2 separate regions of the Sus scrofa genome follow, and region 2 is linked to region 1. Evidence: chromatin contacts called from public Hi-C data. All regions are on one chromosome and are shown on one strand. The core of a region is the stretch at or near the end of the contact, and the rest is flanking DNA. Distances in the headings are between cores, read along the strand shown.

Region 1 (5,792 bases), core at 321-2,820:
CATTTCCGTCAGCGTGGTACTTGGGGGCTGGCTTAGCTGAAGGGAATTAGAAGGTAATAGTTTATTTATACATTCTCTGTATTTTCTGGGAAAATCATACTCTCCTACCAAGAGTGTGGCTTCAACAGGGATTTTTAGCAGAGTGGAGAGGCAACTAGATGTGATAATCCTGAAGATCAGAAAGGTGACTGATGACAGCCCTATCAAGCAGACTTCTGGTAATTTAGTTTAAGAATGCTGTCTCACCTCAAACATGGGACCTAAGGGAGAACATGGCTGTAGCACCACGGATTGAGCTTTCCTACTTTCAGTGAAAATTAGCCAGGAGCTAATATCTAGTTACACTGAATGGTGCTCCAGATTGGGGCTAGTTTGCTGACAGTCCATCATGTTATCACTCACGCAGGTGTCACGCACACAATCAACATTGCTACTTTTAAAGACACTCAGTTCCACGAGGAAAGGACCACATGCTCTGAACAACCCAGGCTATTCATAGCAGGGACTTAGCTAATGCTTTCAGAGATACTGTTTCCCTGCGTCCTGGGGACTGAGGTTGCTTTCCTTTATTTACCTGATTTTTTTTTTTTTTTTAACGTTCCTCTCCATTTACCTCTTTTACACTGTGGATCTAAACATTCATCACCACCACACCCTGAGCAGACTTAGAAAAAAGAGAACGGAAGTTCCCCTGGGCAGGAAATGTGGAAGAGGAGCGTTGGAAAGGTCAGGAGCGACACAGGACAGAAGAAAGTCCAGTTGAAAATCAAGCAGATTTAAGTACGTCGAACCTGCTTCTAGGCCATTTCGTTTTGTTTGCCTAATTGGCCTTTCCCGACATCCAGACAGCGCCGAGGTAGATTAACACCTGCCGTCGCATCCCCCTCCCCTAGCCTGCGGATTCCAGACTTCCTTTTCACAGAAAAGAAACGCTACCTTCACCATCACCTCTTTTACAGACTTTGCCCCCAAGCCTTCCTTGACTTTGGGAGCTAAGAATGAAGGGGAGAGGGGCAGAGAAGGCTCTCAAAAGGAAAAGGAGCCGAGGTTGCCCTCTTCGCCTGGGCCGCCCCCGGCCAAATCGTAGGCTGCCACCTCTGGCTCCAGCCTCTCCTTCCGGATGCTGGGCCCGGAGAGTCCGGGGTAGGCGGGATGCGAGCGGCCTCTCGAACCGGCCTCGGCCAACGCAGCGCCGGCACTCGCCGCTCCTTCTCGGGGTCCGGCCTGGCTGCCCCAAGAAGAAGCCCGTCGGGGCCTCAGCCTCCCCGTGACCGGGCCCCGCCTCCAGCCCGCCACCCCCGCGCCGCCGTCGATGCTCTTACCCGCAGGACGTGGTAGCCCTCCGTGCCCCCGCCTGGGATCTCGACGCTCTGCGAGGAGCCCATGGCGGCGGGCGATCAGTGTGGCCGGGCCGGGCTTCGCGCAGCTCCCGCCTCCCGCGCACCACCCGCTCCGCTCCTCCGCGTAGCACTTGGGACGTGGCACTCGCTGCCTCGGGAGAGCCGGGCCGCGCTGCCCGCTGGGAGATCGTCGCCTCGGCAGCTGGGGCCGCAGCGACGCCGCCGACAGCGCCACCTGCCGCGAACCACCGGGAGGAGCCTGAGCGTACAGCAGGCGAGGGGAGGGGGGAGCGGGAAGGTGGGGAGGGGCCTTACTCGTGCTCGCGAGAGAGCAGAAATACGGTTCATCCAGCCTTGGCACCTTGCTACGGGTCCCTGGGCTTGACAAGATTCATCTAAGCCGCGTTCCCGCTAGCCTGCAAGAAGAGTTGTTTGATTGTAGCTCCGCCTGGTGGCCAGAGACCAGGAAGGGGCTGCTGTTGAAAAGAACCGGGTGGATGCAAACACTACGAGTTCCCTCTTCTCTGAGTTTAAAGTACTCCTCCCAGGTTGTACGGAGGAGCGTGGTAGGGTATCTTCGTGGGCAGATAGCGCTTCCGCTCACCTCTTTATAAAGGAAAACGCTCCCTTCATAAAGCACTTGTCCTAAAGAGTCATGGAGGACCCGCCGAAGTTCTTTGTTTTTTTTCCCCTAATTATGAGAAAAAGATCGTCACAAACTGAGCGGTGCCCGAGTGGGGAGCACAGTTGGATGCCCTTGGAGTTCCACCGCCTGCTGCTCAGTTCTCCACCCCGCTTCCTTCAGTTAGCCAACTTGTGGTCACAGTTTTCCTACTCGGTTGCTCCTTTTGCCCCTTCCCTTCTAAAACCCCGCAGTTATGGCCATTGCCCACGGGTCAATTTGAGTATCACTTACGGTGGATCAACCAGATATCAGAGCATGTGTATTCTGATGTGAAGCAACATGAAGTACCTGTTATCACCTGTGAAGTACTCTGGTCCAAAATGTTTACCTTGCTCCTTTCACACCTTTAGTTAGATCTTCCAATTTACAGGAAGAGAGGATAGAGGAATAAGTAAAATGATTTCACAAGGAAGCAACCAGGCAAAAATACAGGAAGTGAGCCGTTTTTCATAACAGCTGGCCAGTTCTTTTCATCAAATCGGAATAACAAGAAAGAGTTTATACTGGATTAAAAGAAATAATCAAGAATATAGCCAGGAGGTGCAATGAAAGGCCATGAGTTAGGGGTTGATTTGGAAAAATAAGCTGTAAAGGACAGTTTGGGCTCAATTGGGAAAATGTGAATACTGAGAATTTGAAGGTAAAGCATTAATTGTCCTGGAAAAGTGGAAATTATTGACTGAAAAAAGACCAGGTTATAAGGCAAAATATGTCTGTAAACAATACAGACATATTTTTGTAAACCAAATACACCTTAACGCAGAGTATGTGTATGAAGATGTAGCAAGATATGAACCAAGCATTACTATGGTGACCCCTTGGTAGTGATGGAATTTTTTTTTTTTTTTTTTTTTTTGGTTTGGTTTGTCTTTGCTGGTGCTACATTCTGAAATACTCATGGACTGCTTTTGTAACAATAGAAGAGTATTTAGAATTTTAAAATAAAAAAATCATTTTTCTTTCTCTGCTGTCCATAAACCAATACCAGGTTTTTAGGAGGCCTGGGACATATATAAAGATTCAGATGATATCTCCAGTTATGAGGCTTCTCAAGGACAGGGAATGCAGTGGAGTCAGCTCTGTATTCCTAATACCTAATAGAGTACCTGGCAGTTAATTCAACAAATTAATGAATTTGACGCAAAGGAGTAAGTATAAGAGCTAGATTTGTTGATAAATATTCTTGTTCTGCTTGGCAATTATAATCCTCTTCGTGGTGGTGTTATAAGCTGTTGCTATGTTCAGTGGTCAAAATTTTTGTTTCCCAGACATCTGACAGGAGCCATAGTTTGCAGAACACCAGCTGTGGACCTGAGGTAGTGGATGCGCAACTCCAGCCCCTGCTTAAAGCTGCTGTGTTGCAGCCCTGTGAGTACCTGCATTTCCCATACAGACCATTTACTCTTCTCTTTCTTTCCTTCTTTCTTTCCCTCCTCCTTTTTCTTTCTTTTCTTCCTTTCCCCTTCCTTCCTTCCTCCCTCCCCCTCTCTCTCTTTCTTTTTTTTTTTTTTGCTTTATAAGGCCACAATCACAGCATATGGAGGTTCCCAGGCTGGGGTCCAATTGGAGCTGCAGCTGCCAGTCTACACCAGAGCCACAGCAATGCAGGATCTAAGCCACGTCTGTGACCTACACCACAGCCACAGCAACGTGGGATCCGAGCCGCATCTGCAACCTACACCACAGCTCACAGCAACGCCGGATCCTTAACCCACTGAGCAAGGCCAGGGATCGAACCCGCAACCCCATGATTCCTAGTTGGATTTGTTAACCACTGAGCCATGAAGGGAACTCCTCTTTCTTCCTTTCTTTCTCTTTTTCTTTTACAGCTGCACTTGCAGCATATGAAAGTTCCTGGGCTAGGGGTCGAATCGGAGCTGCAGCTGCTGATTCGCCACAGTCAATGCCAGACCAAGCTGCATCTGTGACCTACACCACAGCTTGCAGCAATACCAGTCCCTTAAGCTACTGAGCGAGGTCAGCGATGGAAGCCACATCCTCGCAAACACTATGTCTGGTTTCTTAACCCGCTAAGCCACAAGGGGGAACTCCCCGCATACCTTCTTACCTTCTTGACTTTATTCAACTTCATCCATATATCAGGGATGTTCTCTCCTACATTTTCTATTTAAAAAAATTCTAACTAATCCCTTAAGGCCTTATCTCAAATGTTATTTATTCTTAAATTCAGAGTGACTCTCTCCTTACCCCGAATTCTTGGACTAGTTAGTTTCTTCCTTGCTGGTTACTTCATCATCCTCACAGGCCTCTCTTTCGTCATTTATACTCCATTCATTCAGGGTGAGGATCATGTTTTTTCACCTTTAGATTCTCAGTTCCTGGTTGGGTGCTGGGAACACGGTAGGTGCAGGTTCCATCCCTGGCCTTGCTCAGTGGGTTAAGGATCTGGTGTTGCCGGGAGCTGTGGTGTAGGTTGCAGATTCAGCTCCGATCCTGCATTGCTGTGGCTCTGGTGTAGGCTGGCAGCTGCAGCTCCGATTGGACCCCTAGCCTGGGAACCTCCATGTGCCTCGGGAGCGGTCCAAGAAAATGGCAAAAAACAAAAAACAAAAAAACCTGTGCTATTTCTTTAGGGGCAGCTGGCAGAATGTGAGGTGCAAGGCTCACCTGACTTGAGATTGAAAAAATGTGATAACCATTGCTCCAGCTTTCCTGGTGCCACACATTTTCCTCTTTTACTGGGGGAATCTGCTCAGAGGGCAGAGCATAAAATCCCAAAGATGTTGCCAAAGCAAATGTAAATTAATATAACATGATGGAGGGGAACACATGAGAGGTTATGTCCAAATCAGTCTCAACTGAAGTAGGAATCTGCTGCAGGCAAGTTGGTATTTTGAAACATCACAGGCAGCAGAGAAGCAAAGCCCAACAAAACCAAATATCTTCAGACTAAAAAAGGCTAACAAGATGAAATCTATTTTTTTTCTGAAGGAGAAGCATCTGAGATGCAATTTTGTGGGTCTATTCTGGGTTTCGTTAATTCTGAGTTCCCATAAATAAGCAGTCCCTGATAGAAGGGTTATGTGTATCATATTGGCTAGTACGAGCCTTTTTTTTTTTTTTTTTTTTTGTCTTTTTAGGGCCACACCTGTGGCATATGGAGGTCCTGAGGCTAGGGGTCCAATCGGAGCTGCAGCTGTCAGCCTACACCACAGCCACAGCAACTCGGGATCCGAGCCACATCTGTGACCTACACCGCGGCTCACGGCAACGCAGATCCTTAACCCAGTGAGTGAGGCCAGGGATTGAATCTGCATCCTCATGGATACTAGTCGGGCTTGTGAACCACTGAGCCACAACAGGAACTCCCAAGCCTAATATTTTTGCCTCCAAACTGCTCTGGGAAAGTTTGGCTCCTGGGGCATTTGGAGGACAGCCACTCTGCATAGTCAGATAGCGGGGCCTCCTTCATCTACAACCCCTTTCTGACCTAGTTTATTTTGCTGAGGGAGTAAACCTCAGGAGGAGTCATGTTATGCTGTGGAACCCAAGTCATTGCTGACGGGAGTAGAGGGGAACCCCTGGCTTATCAGCAGCCAACATCTACACTAACCAAAAACCTGTGAGGCGGCTTGTTAAAAAAGCTCTGCCTCCACCTCCCACTCAGACACCCCTCCTTCCCAAAAAACAAATAATAGATGGTGGTGAGTAGCTAGGTCAATCAGACTTTCTCTTTGGGGACTTGGAAGTGGGAAATACAAGCCGGCACTCAGTCAGCATATACTTCCAAATTTTGGCGAGTATCA
Region 2 (5,406 bases), core at 333-2,832, 470 kb before region 1:
CCATGGGGTTGTGGGTTCGATCCCTGGGGTTGTGGGTTCGATCCCTGGCCTTGCTCAGTGAGTTGAGGATCTGGCGTTGCCGGGAGCTGTGGTGTAGGTTGCAGACGCGGCTTGGATCCCGCCTTGCTGTGGCTCTGCTGTCAGCCGGCACCTACAGCTCTGATTAGACCTCTAGCCTTGGAACCTCCATATGCCACAGGAGCAGCCCAAGAAATGGCAAAAAGACAATAAATAAGTAAATAAATAAATAAGCATCTAATTATTAGATACCTGTATCTCTTGACTCTATCTTTTAAGCAGCATAAAATACTACATTGTACCCAGCAAGCTATCATTTTGCCTGCAACATGAATTCGCTATAAATTGGTATTATAGCGAATACCAATAAAATGAAAATGAAACCTCAAGCTTTAGGTTTAACAAGATTTTTAAGTTACACACATTTTATCCCCTACTCTTATTTTTGGACCCATTTTTCCATTCTCTTATTTCACAAGCACTAATGTAGGCATAAGTGTTTCCATAAATATTAGAGTTCAGATCAACAGTCAAATGAATTACAACAAAAATTTTCACCAGATACCTGCTGACACAGCATCGATAATTATCAAAATATATTCTTCCTCTCTCATAGGCTATAGGTGACTTGGAATGAGTCGTCCAAACATTCTTAAATTTAGTACTTTCCTGAAAGACACAAGGAACTTCAGTTTAGGAAATAACTCATAAGCTTCCACTCTGCACCAATTTTAAGTTGGATGGTTAAATTGACAGTTTGCAAAGTAATTTCATGTACTTTTTAGAAAACATTATGTTCAATGCTTCCTCAATCTGCCCTCGCGTTTTGGCTTAAGTGGAGTGATCGATTTTAGAAAAACTGTTTCTAAGAAGATATACGAAGGTTAAAACTAAAAGCATGCGGCGGTTCCGTTTTAATGGTTATTTACTAATCCCCCCGCTTCAAGGCCTGGATCACCCTGACCATCATGTGAGATCTTAAAAACGGGCTGTCCTGCAGAAAAACTGCACCCCAGCAAGAAGGCTTGACCTCCCCGTCGCCCCGTCGCCCCGCTGCCCCAGGTCCGGCTCCCGGTGGCGGGTGGTCACCTGGCACACCAGCGCCCGCAGGATGCCCAGGTTGGTCCTCTGCACCACGCCCGCGTCGCGCGAGAAGAAGCCCAGCGCCCGGCGACTTAGCCGGCAGCACACGTTGGGCTTCTGACTTGGCCCCATGGAGGCGCGGGCCAATCGCGGAGTTGTCCGGGCCCAAGAGGGGCGCGCCCCTCACTCCCGCGCAGAGCAAGGGCCCCTACCGCCGAACCTCCAGGCCCCAACTCCCTGAGGGGCCCAGGAAAAGGTGACACCGGGAGCCTGGCAGTGGGCGCAGGGCGGTGGGGCGAGGGGAGGCAGAGCCGGTGCTGCCCGTGAGTGGAGAAGTGGGAAGGAAAAGCAACTCCCTTCTCCGTCGGCCCCTCCAACGCTCTAGGGCTCGGGACCCGGCTGCCGACAGCGCGACGCCTGCGTAACGCGCGGTCGGATGGAGCCGTTCCCTCACCGGGAAATGTAGTTCCCAGTACACGCTGAGGGAGCCTGGCCTGTTCCCAGAACTACAATCCCCATCAGGCAGCGGGCAGCGAGCCCTTGCCCTGGCCCCGCCTTCAACCCACCACAGCCCCGCCCCGCCCCTCCTCCTGGGGCTGGGCTGAGTCTGCGCTGTAGGCCTGGCGCGCTTTTCCGGGTCTGCACGCGGCGCCGGGGGAGGGCCTGGTGGCTCTGTACTGCCGCCTCCTGGTCTCGGTTTCTTAGAATACGCCCTTCGCCCAGGGGTTCGTTTCTTGCCGCCCGGTACCCCCAAGCCTCTGAACCCCTGGACTCTTGCTTTGGGAGGCTCTGGCGGGACGCCGAGAGGGGCATTGTGTCGTGTGCGATCCCTTCCCCCCGAGGCAGCATCATGTGCTAAAGAAAGGTACGCCCTCGGCTTTCCCTTCAGTGTACTGTGAACGTTTTGGATGAGATGTATAGTTAAACATTTGGGATCAGTAAACACTGCTTTTGTGTTATGAGTTAGTGGTGAAGATGCTGGCATTCCCGCCAAACTGGAGTTGAATTACCCTTTACCAGAGGTCTGCCCTGCTGTGGCCCTCAGAGACGCGGGCAGGTTTTGCAATAATTGCTGCATTTTCCTTTCACATTTTACTCCCTCCTTATCGGGAATGAAATATCACATATTTACATTATTATTGAACTGCCCGAGGCATTCCAGTTTGATTGCTCTTAAGTAAAAGATGACTTTGTGACTATCCCTGCCTGTAGGTCAGAGTTCCCACTACACTGCATTTTCAGCAATCTTGCACCAGACTTGTCCTATTGCTCTGCTTGTGAGTCCCTTGAGGGTGGTGTCTTTGCATTTCCCACGTGGCCTCTTGTTCAGAGGTAGGCAAGGCAGCAACTCCATCTGACAGAGCAAAAAGTACAACCCTGGGTGAGTGTGTTGGGTTAAGTGTTTAGGAAAAATTTGTCATATCTCTTTTTAACCCTGCTGAATTTCCTTTAGGGCCTAGGCTTTTGCTGATTTTTCATATCTTATTTACAGCATACTGTGGAGTGCTTTGTATATTTTTAGAGAGCGCTATAATAGTTAATTTGCTAATTCATGAATGCAGCTGTCGCTGAGAAAACTGGGACCCAGAAAAGATAACGGGATTTTCTTTGGCTGAAATGAAATTCAAATCATTGCTGAATTGAACTCATAATCTTTTTTCATCTTCCCCTTCACCCCCACTTATTTGTCTTCCAGTGGTCTTTATCTCACCTTCCAAGCCCCAAGTCACCCAAGGGACAGCCATCTTTTCCCTCATCCTCAACCAAGTACTTTTGATTTTGATATCTGTCTCCTCTTCATACCCCAGCATAATTTAGGGCCTCACCATTTTATCACATTATTATGTTAAATAGCCTCCTTTCTGCCTTACTTAAATACTTTCAATTCCAGCCCTCCACTCTGCTGCCAGAACGATTTTTCTAAAGCACAAATCTGTCATTTCCCTATTAAAGCTTTTACGTGGCTCCCAATCACCCAGAGCAGAATTTCTCAAACCCACGTAGATACCCAGGATTAACTTAAAATATGATCAGTATGTTAAATATATGCAAATATGAAACTGTATATAAACTCCTTATGTTGTATCTTTTGTACAGCTATAATGCTCAATTATATGTTAAATGAAGCAAAACTATAATACACATAAATTCTGATGATTGCTTGTTCATTGTTACCAATGAGACTGTTTTTGCTGGACCTATAATGCTCTAAAACAATCTTCACTGTACTTTGGGGCATAAATTCCTTACCGAAAAGCCCGTTTATATTGTCCTTGTGTTGAGAGATTACACAATGACTTCACCCCTTTATTTAAGCCTGTAAAACTTTCCTTTGATCCATATGTCATGATTTCATTTGCTCTTCACCTGACAGTCTCCATGTCTCATTATCCTGCACCAGTGACAAATGGTACCACTTGTTTGCCAGTGCAGTCCTGAACACAAACGTGTAAAATGAAATCTTGTGACAGTAATCAATTAAAAGGTGCCATCCAGGTGATCCAGAATATCCTTTTGTTCAAAAAAACTTTTTTTCTCTTTGGATTTTTATTAAATTGGAAATAAAAAACTTCTCTCGAGACATCTCATCACCTTGGGGCTACATATACAAATCCCTCTAGGTATGTCTAGGTCCCCTTATAGGACAAAATCTGAATGCCTTAGTGTAGAATACAGGGCACTCTCTTATCTGTATCTTGCCCCCATTTTCAGCCTCATCAGCCTTGCCCACATTTTGCTCTCATGGTTCTGATATGTTGCCTACTTGTTCAAACTGGGGTGCCTTTACATTGAACATGTCTTTGTCTGGAGCTCCCTTCTTCTCTTGTCTATTTATCTCAATACTCATCCCAGGTCTTCTAGCTCCACTCAGACACTTCCAGACCCCTCCGTTTTAGATGTAGTTTTGCCTCTTCTCACATGTACTTTGCATACACTGGTTGTGGCACTAATAGAATTGTTGTTTGTCTCTCTTCCCAACATATTGTGTTCAGAGCTGTCCATTCATTCATTTAGCCTCCTTATGCATTAACCACATTTTAGGCAGTATACTCCAGATGCATATGAATATGGAATGAATGAACTATTCTGAAAACAATGTTTGTGTAGGTTGTATTATCAGCAACTAAGTACTTGTAACATAGAATCAGATTTAGTCTCTTTATTTCCAAATAAATAGGAAATGACAATATTAATCAGAAGAAATAACATTTTAAAAACTTTAATCCCTAACAGTTTTACCTATAAAGTAGATATTTTCTTATTGAAGGTAAAATGGCATGAACATATATCTCTAGCTTAAGATTTGGAAATGACTTCTCTTAATTTGGGGCATAAAATAAACATTGGTGTTTGGTTTGTTTGATTTTTTTCATTCTGTGTCTGTGATATTTATGGAATACTTAACCATCCTTGCCATGATATTTTAAAGACAAAAAAGAGGAGATGTGAGTTCAGAAGTTAATAAAATGCTTTTTGTTTGTATGCTTTGTTTAAAGAGGCATAGTATAACGGAATAAAGACATAAGACACTCTGTTTATTAAGCCTGAACATTTGTTCAGAGACAAAGAAATTTGGACCAAGGTCACAAGAGGTCATTGATTCAACATGTAACTTTTTTCATCTACATTGTGCTGGGAACTATTTTGGCATCGGGTCGAACAGGGAACAGGGAACAAGTTCCTCATGTGTGGGGGGAGATAGACAATAGATTTAAAAAATAAGATTTTAAGGTAGTTGTAAGTGCTGTGAGGAAGATAAAACAGGGTGATGTGCTCCACAGTGAGTGGTTGGGAGCCCTGCTGTAACCAGAATGGTCAGAAAGGCCTCTCTGAAAAGTGGACTTTGGAGCAGAGCGCTGAGTAATGAGGATGATCCCATCTACACAGAACTAAGGTGTGAGTAGTCCAGACAGAGGGATGCTCCAGTGCAGGGTCCCCAAGGCAACAACAACATTGGTTTATTCTCAAACTGTTAGAAGGCTGGTGTGATTCTATAGTGTGCATGAGGGAGGTGAACTTGCAGAGGTAGGCTGGGACCGAGTGACGTCAGGTGAAAGGAGTTTTGGATTTTATTCTCTTGTGATGGGAAGCCGTAGGACACCTTGAAGAAGAGAGCGACAGGATCCCATCTGTTGTAATAACATCATTAAGGCTGTTGTGTGGAAGATGAACAGCAGTGGGAAGAATGGAAGCAAGGAGACAGGTGGCATTGCATTGGTCCCCATAAGAGATAATAGACAGACTAGAGTGGTAGCAAGAAAGATAGAAAGAAGGGACCAGATTCAGGATGTGTGTATTTTGAAA

Evidence for each region. A called contact is a pair of places that touch in the nucleus more often than the background predicts.
Region 2: a Hi-C map of skeletal muscle shows a contact between it and region 1, with 7 times the contacts expected there. The contact joins the promoter of DCAF17 here to the promoter of GORASP2 in region 1. A contact is called at or near these places in 2 of 5 promoter capture datasets (fetal skeletal muscle and skeletal muscle), 8 of 47 Hi-C or Micro-C datasets (differentiating spermatogonia, heart right ventricle, liver and 1 more) and 2 of 2 datasets of contacts at active chromatin or transcription factors (alveolar macrophages and skeletal muscle).

What each region holds. Positions count from the first base shown.
Region 1 is chr15:77,095,086-77,100,877 of Sscrofa11.1, reverse strand. It overlaps GORASP2 (Golgi reassembly-stacking protein 2), which reads right to left and starts at 1,570. Exons shown (of 11, transcript XM_021074828.1): 1 at 1,323-1,570. The coding sequence starts at 1,385. LOC110256942 (a long non-coding RNA gene) reads right to left here and starts at 1,703. Exons shown (of 1, transcript XR_002339024.1): 1 at 1,320-1,703.
Region 2 is chr15:77,560,805-77,566,210 of Sscrofa11.1, reverse strand. DCAF17 (DDB1- and CUL4-associated factor 17) reads right to left here and starts at 1,582. Exons shown (of 12, transcript XM_021076469.1): 1 at 1,108-1,582; 2 at 584-687. The coding sequence starts at 1,233. It overlaps METTL8 (methyltransferase-like protein 8), which reads left to right and starts at 1,719. Exons shown (of 12, transcript XM_001925591.5): 1 at 1,719-1,966.